Linked DNA regions of Ovis aries: region 2 is linked to region 1. The links are chromatin contacts, called in public Hi-C maps. All regions are on one chromosome and are shown on one strand. The core of a region is the stretch at or near the end of the contact, and the rest is flanking DNA. Distances in the headings are between cores, read along the strand shown.

Region 1 (3,988 bases), core at 433-2,932:
AGGGACTAAGGATGCTTCCACAGTCCCCCCATCTGCCTCTGTGCACCTGCCACACCTCCAGGATCAGCTCCCTTGCCCACATTAGAAACATCAGCTCTGTTCACTCCTGGCCCCATCCACACAGCAGCACACCCCACCCCCAGCCTTACAAAGCCTTTCTCACCCTGGCCCCCTCTCAAGCATATTCTCCTCTCTGCCCTCAAAGTTGTTAGTGACTGAAACTATCCACGGCGAAGCACTGTGCCAAGTGCTTTTCTAACCGTTGTGTCCTTTAGTCTTTGTAACAACCACATTTTACAGCTCTGTCCAACCAGTCCATTCTGAAGGAGATCAGCCCTGGGATTTCTTTTGGAAGGAATGATGCTAAAGCTGAAACTCCAGTACTTTGGCCACCTCATGCGAAGAGTTGACTCATTGGAAAAGACTCTGATGCTGGGAGAGATTGGGGGCAGGAGGAGAAGGGGACAACAGAGGATGAGCATCACTGACTCTATGGACATGAGTCTGAGTGAAATCCAGGAGTTGGTGATGGACAGGGAGGCCTGGCGTGCTGCGATTCATGGGGTCGCAAAGAGTCGGACACGACTGAGCGACTGAACTAAACTGAACTGAGACATAGAAACCAGAGAGGTTAAGTGATTTGCTCAAGGTCACATAGGCAGGAAGTAAAGAAACTACAGCCTGGAGCCAGCTCTGATTCTAAAACCTGTGCTCTCAATCAGTGCCCTGACCAGCCTCTCATAAGCCACCAGGGGTCTCCCCAAACCAGCCCGTGGCTTCCCTTGGCCTCAGCCTCCCTGATATCCAAGTAACAACTGACCCCTCTGACTGCTGAGATCTCTTTGCCTCTCCTCGGTGTCTCTTCCCCTCGACCCTCCCCTCTTGACCATCAGGGCACCATCCCTTCCTCCACCCCAGGTCAGATCTTTAGCCTTCTTCTCTTCCCCTCCCACTTTTACTAGTTGGCTTCAAGGTCCAACTCTTATTTCTACCCCATGTCTGTCCACCCTTTTTGAACAGCTCTCCACAAACTTCTCCCCAGCTCTAGATGTGTGTTTGCAACGCTTCACCTTTCCTTCCCACACTGTCTTTGCAACCAGTGGGGTTGGAGATACCTGGGCCCCCCTCTTCCTGCCAGCATGGGCTGGAGAGTCCAGGGTCAGCTTGGCTTCCATCCCTCTTGCCGTACTCTGCACTGATGGAACTGGTTGTTCACACTTCCCCCTCCCTGTGAATTCTCAGCCTTCATTCTGAGGCTTAGGTGTCATCTGGAGGCCATTGGGAGCTTGTAATCACCACCCTCTTCAGGAACCTGCAGCCTGGGGATGGGTACTAGTCCTGGAACCCCTCATCCGAGCCAAGACCTCTGTGCTTTGCTGGCCAGTCGAGTTGGCTCACAAAGGGCTAGTACTGGACTTGGCTCAGACACCACCTCTGCCTGGAAGCCACCCATCTTAGCTGGGTATTTTCTGCTCTGGACTCTGATAGCACCTGCACTAATCTTAATACATCATTGTTCTGTGCTACATGCTGGGGACCCTGGTATGGAGAACACATGGCCCCAGTTTTATTGGAGGAAATAAACAGACATAGAGACAATGCACAGGGTGTGTCTTAGGTTTGCATGCAGAAGGTCGACACCTGTGAGGGAATGACGGAAGCAAGACTGGACAGAGGGCAGACTTATACTGAGCTGCAGTCACGGAGTCCTCAGCTAATTCTATGAGGAACGCTGAGCTGATGGCCTTTCAGAGCTGTCTCAAATGAGGCAAGAAGATTGGCCTTTACCCTGCTCCCAAGCCCTAGAGTATGGGCCACTCCCAGCAAGAGTGTGGGCCTTAGGCAGAGCTTCTGGCTCCAGCTGAAGGCAATTGCCAGAATGGACTGCAGTGATCCTGCCATTGTAGCCAATACTTACTCCAGGCAGCTGGAGAAGCAAGTGACTCTGCCTAGAATGGGGGTCTGGGTAACACAGCACAGCATCCACTCCAGGGCACACACAAGGATGCCTAAAGAGGAGATGGCCGATTCTATTTTGCATAGACCTAGGAATTGAAATTTAGAAACTCTGGAAGTGCCGTCTCTGAGATGGCAGGAACCCACGCTTGCATCTGAACGCCTCCCCCAACAGATAACAGACCTTGTAGGGGAGGTCCCTAGGGAGGCTGATCTTACATCCTGAGGCTTCCCACCTTAGTAAAGACCTCCAACTTCAGTCCACACGGAGGCAGAGGAATCACTCCTGCTGGGATGGAAACTTAGAGGAACCAGTGATGCAGAAGAAATAAAAGGAGAAGAAATAAGAAGACAGCAGGAGATCCTATTTGGTCTGGGTCTTGGTGTGCACATATAGGTCTTTGTTGAGTAGACCATCCAAACATCTTCAGTTCCGTTGGCTCTTCCTCATATAAACATGGCAATAATAGCTCATGTTATCTCTGCCTTTGCTATGGGTCAGGCCCTGTCCTAAGCACTTCACCTGCTTAGTTCACCATTACAGCACCCTAGGAATTAAGTACTGTTGCTGCCCTCATGCTACACAAAAGGAAAGCCAGGCTTAAACAGGACAAACAACTTGGGCAAGATCACGCAGTAAGAAGGGGCTCCCTCTGCCTCAAATGCCTGCCCTTTCTCACTAGTGACCTCCCTTCATCCTTCAAAGCTCAATCTCCACTCATTCTATCAGGCCTTCTTCATTCCTTTAGGAACATCAGGGGTTTCCCAGGTGGCGCTAGTGGTAAAGAATCTGCCTGCCAGTGCAGGAGACATAAGAGACATTGGTTCGACATTGGTTCGATCTCTGGGTCAGGAAGACCCCCTGACGGAGGAAGTTGCGACCTGAGTGATTGAGCACTCAGGAACGTCAGGTCCCTGCACCTGGCCTGCAGACAATAAGCTGCCCCAGGGCCACACACCTTGGTTTGTAGCCCCTTCGCCATATAAGACAAGGTAACCTAGGAGACTCCATCCAGCTCTGTGGCTGTACTGGTTTAAGTGGGATTTCACTTCTCTTATTCTGGACTCTGGCTTTGCTCACACTGGGCAAAGGGGCTAAAAACCAAGGTGGTTAGGGTTATTCATCCAGGGCAGCTGAGCTGCACTGGGGCCTGAGCTTGTAGTCTGCAGTTGAACATTATGCTGTTCTCACCTGCGCCCTAGGAAGTTGCCTTGCCTTGGCCTGTGCTGGTCATCTGGTCTACCCAACTGAGCCAAGTGAGACTGGGTAGGTTCAAGAGTCCCTTCTGCAGTGAAACTCTGCTCTGAAAGAACACATTCACTGCATTCCCAAGGGGAGCACCAGGAGCAGTCCATATCTGTGTTTTGTCCCCACTGGTTGTCGTGGGTCCATTCCTCAGAAGCAGGCCCTGAGATGGCAGTTCATGAGACTGGCTAAGAGAGTGCTCCCAGGAGAAACCAGCAAGGGAGCAGGAGGAGCAGAACAGAGAAAAATGGAAGAAGACTGTGCTTTGGGCAAATTCTAGACTCAGCTCAATGTCAATTACACCGCTTGAGGTAGGGTAGCCAGGCTTTCATGGAGCAGCGCTAGTCTTGCACTCAGCCATCTGCGCATGTGTGCAGGCAGTGTGGCTTAAAAGCCTGAGGCTTCAGAGTCACAGGTGCAGAGCCTTAGACGACATGCCCTTGTACCCCAGGGGATGGGCGCACAGGCACAGATAAACACATCTGAGGGGATCAGAGCCATGTCTTCTACACTGTGGTAGGGATGTTCGCCTCCCCATACAGAATAGGGACCAGGCCTCTGATTCCCTGTTGTGTGTTGCTCAGCCAGCTGAGATCAGAAGCTGCCCAGGCACCCAGGGAGAAGATGCCCAGGAGGCTCTTGTTTTCATTGTCCGTGCTCATCAAGTTGATCGAACTGATTTCGCTGGAAGGGAGGGACACTTAAGTTCAGCAAGATTGGAATCCAGGGAGAAGGGACGATTTCGTTTTCCCCAAGACCTAGAAATTGAAATTTAGAAACTCTGGA
Region 2 (3,988 bases), core at 614-3,113, 120 kb after region 1:
ATCTACTCTAGGCCCCACTCCCAGCACCAGCTCAGCCCTCTGTCTACACAAAAAGTTTTCTTCTAATGGCCAGACTGAAGCCGAACCATGAAGAGAACCCACAGGCAATTCTGTACCATGCCAGATTGGTTTTTAATTCTGTTCACTAACTCAAAATGATGTTTAAAAAAATTTTTTTAAATAATTCAGAAACAAACACAGGGGTTTTTATAAACTGTTAGGGGTTAAAGGCAATGCCTAATCATGTGTGAGTACATTCAGCCTTTAAAACGGAAGAGAGACATCACCTTGTGTAAAGTAATTTTTATGTCCTTGAGGTGCGAGTCACTCTGTGCTCCTGGAGCTGTGAGCACTGCTTTAAAGCTCAAAAAAAGAGAGCTCCCAAGGTCTTCCACCAAGTAGAATGTTTTCACAAACATCACTGGTTTGGAAGGAACTGGCTTAAGCATCTAACCTCAGCCGAACAAAGGAAGTTGCACATAATGCAGTATACTCGGAAGCTTTTGGAAAAGGATCTATTAAAACTTCCTTGCCACCTCTCAATCCTTACCTTCAAACATCATCCTCAACAAATAAGTAGAAGCATTTTCTGAAGCATGAACACCTTACTGGTATACATTGTAGAAATAAGGAAGATTACAGAGGTGCAACTGATTAAAAGTAGCCGTTGGTTTTGTAATCCTTAGGTGCTGATTCCTGAAACAAATTAAAATTTTAGGCAGTAGAAATCACATGATCATTTTGAACAGGAGTACAACAAATCATTTACTGGTTGAAGGCTTTGACTTTCTGCTGAAGTACTGCAAAGCTGACTTGACAGGTGTATAAACCTACCTTCTGCTGCTGCTGCTAAGCCACTTCAGTCATATCCGATTCTTTGTGACTCTATGGACTGTAGCGTGCCAGGCTCCTCTGTCCATGGGATTCTCCAGGCAAGAATACAGGAGTGAGTTGTTATGCCCTCCTCCAGGGGATCTTTCCAATCCAGGGATCGAACCCACGCCTTTTCCACCTCCTGCACTGGCAGGTGGGTTCTTTACCTCTAGCACCTCCTGGGAAGCCCATCCATTAAGCGCAGTCTTTGACAAAGGGCTCAGCCCTCTCTGCTCTGGCAACTCTGAGGCCCAGTGGGCTCTGCTGACACCTGGTGGCAGACAGCAGGCAGACTGAGCTGAGTCCACAGAGGATTTCCTTCCACCTGACCTGCTGCCTGGACTTCTGGTCTGCAGTGGATATAGGCTAAAACAGCAAGAATGATGTTACATTAGAGGAAGAGCTGCTCTGTAAGATCGTCACATTAATGGCCAGAAATTAATCAGCACCAATAAAGAATCCCACGCAGGTATCTAGAAAATTCAAATGGCAAAACCTGCTTTTCAAAATTGTTCTTCCCATAAATGAAATTTGTTTGAACAATCTCTGTATCCACCTCTCTGGAATCCATTCATTCTACCAACTCCCGCCCTTATCCACATTTTAAGCAAGTTATATCCAGAATATAGAAAAAGAATAATCCTTATTCTTTTAAAGGGGGCATTTAAATTGTTCTGCTGTTGTCAATTAACTCAATCCTAACTGGGAATAACACCAACCAGAAGAAAAGGGACAGGTACAAGAAACATTTAACATTGTTAATGGTTAGCCACATTCTCTGCCACAAGGCTCTGCAGGAAAGGGAATAAGATGGGAAGATTTCTTGGAAAAAGAAAAATGAATTCTTCACCAGGTCCCAAGAACACTACTGGGCTGTGTCATTGGAGCCAACAGGTCAAAAGAAAATTGGCAAGCAGCAGGATATACTTGTAAAGGCTTGGCTCTACTGCCCAGTGTTTGATGTGGGACAACCCCATTCTCTGTTTAGATTGTCCCTAAATAGGATGAATGGTCTTCTTTGTGGAAACAGCCAACACGATAGTTCCTCCCAAAATAGAGTATCTGTATGCCAGGCACTGAGTAGGCCATTTTGCTAAAGCTCAGAGCAATCCTGTGCAGTCAGAGTTATTATCCCCCCATGTAATGGGATGCTGGGGTCCAGCCCCGGTGGATCCAGGGTGATTCCAAGGTGGGGACGGAGTCGGCGTCCTTGGAAATAACTTATTTAATTACAGATAGAGAGGGATTAGAAAGTTAGCAGAGAAAAAGAGGCTGAATAACTTGGTTTACATGGAATATCAATCACTACCTACGTAGGCCGCAGGCATCTTCCCGTTCTCCCAAAGGAGAGGAGGCACTGAGGCCCCCTCACCCACCCCTGTCCAATCTTAGAAGCCCAGGCAAAATTAGCAGGCTTGGTGAATACCCATGCACCAGATGGGAATTCGGTCAGAAAACAGCAAGAGAGAAAAAGAGGCTGAATAACTTGGTTTACGTGGGATACCAATAAAATTCCAAGACAAGGAATTTGCACCATCTATGTTGGGCCACCGGCACCACTTGAATATCAGAAGGTGCCACTCCTTTGGCTCCTTCTCGCGTGGGCTTGAAAGCCGGGGCAAGTAAGTAGACATGGTGAGCACCCACGCTCCAGATGGGAATTCAGCCAGAAAAACGGGGCGCAAGAAAGAAGCGACATGGGGGAATCAGTCTTTCTGGAAACTGATCCCGATTTCTTTAAGTTTGCTTATATACCTTTTGTTACACATAGGGATGAATACAGAGTCATGTGGGGGTCAGCAGTCCTGACCTTTATCAAAATCAGGTGCTTTACATAAAAAAAGATCTTAGGGGTTTTACATCATCTTCTGGCCGTGAGGCCTGCTGACATTTTACGACCCTTTCTTTCTGATAACCAAAAAACTTATTTTTTCCAAGGGTGTTTTTCTTAAACCAGGCACCACCCTCCAAATAAGGGTTGCATTCCTATAGGGTGAGGGTGCAGTGAGTTACAATCAAGAAAGGAATATATTTAACCCAAGGTTAACATGATTAATCTTAAAGGTTAATACTTATTTCTCCTATATGTTAGTTATGTTCATTATACGGGCAGGGAATGTGGAGATTTAGCAGCAAACTTCAGTCCAACAAATGAAAATCCTTTTACCAATGTTCCCCTTAAGATCTGTTAAGTCTTAAGATAGTGATAAAGTTACATTTTTACATAGCAAGGACACAGTGATTTATAACAAAATACAGTGATCTATTACAAAAGAGAAAATTCATTAACTCAAAAAGTCTAGTATTGCTAACCTTAAAAACTACTATATTTCCTTTTCTATATTCCAAATACATTGATTAATATAGTCCCAGGTGCCTAAGGATATGGAGGCCTGGCGGCAATCATTGACTCAACAATGAGAAAAGCCCTATGCTAATTAAGACTTTCAAAATACTCCAGAACTCTCTGTGCTGTTTATGGTTGAGAGGTAGTAAACATTCATGTGTGTAGTGGCAGGAGTATGAATAATCCTGTCACACAAGCTAGTTTGCCAGCAGAGAGGTTTGACCTGAGACACCCTTGTCACACCCAGGGCAGGGAATTAGCAGCAGTTATTGGCACAACAAATGAAAAACCCTTCACCAATATAATTCCTAACCAACCCACTATACTAATAATTTCTAACTTCCCAAAAGAATTTGCCTTTAGTAAGTCTAAAGCATCTCGTGCCTCTCAGGTTGGGAGGCTGTAAACAATCATATGTGGCCAGACGAACCTATACAGGCGGGCTAGATTACCTTCAGAGGAGTTCGTAAGTTGAAACACCCTTGTCACGCCCAGGAATTCTTACTGACTTGGAGCTGCACGTTTACTCCTTCTCCGAGAGAACTGGTGGGAAACGGCCCCCCATAAAGTCAGAGGTGTAGGCGAGAGCATGAAACAGTAAAGTAGATAGACTCTGGTTTTGGGGGTAGATGCTTGGGAACAGGGGGTTTCCTGAGGCTTGATCACGCCTTTGCGTATGCCAAGCCTCCTTCCTCATGACCTTTGCCATGGGCGGAGTTTCTCATGCTGGCAATGGGAGAAAGGGGACTTCCCAGGTGGCTCAGTGGG

Evidence for each region. A called contact is a pair of places that touch in the nucleus more often than the background predicts.
Region 2: a contact with region 1 is called in a Hi-C map of hypothalamus, with 6 times the contacts expected there. The contact joins two enhancer-like sites. A contact is called at or near these places in 7 of 16 Hi-C or Micro-C datasets (hypothalamus, liver, mixed tissues and 3 more).

The regions. Positions count from the first base shown.
Region 1 is chr2:184,522,104-184,526,091 of ARS-UI_Ramb_v3.0, forward strand. No RefSeq gene overlaps it. Among named protein-coding and RNA genes, the nearest start is that of STEAP3, 22 kb to the right of the region's middle. Within about 2 kb of position 1,683, at least 3 of the 54 cell types and tissues checked have an H3K27ac peak or open chromatin away from gene starts, as enhancers often do.
Region 2 is chr2:184,638,943-184,642,930 of ARS-UI_Ramb_v3.0, forward strand. No RefSeq gene overlaps it. Among named protein-coding and RNA genes, the nearest start is that of STEAP3, 94 kb to the left of the region's middle. Within about 2 kb of position 1,864, at least 4 of the 54 cell types and tissues checked have an H3K27ac peak or open chromatin away from gene starts, as enhancers often do.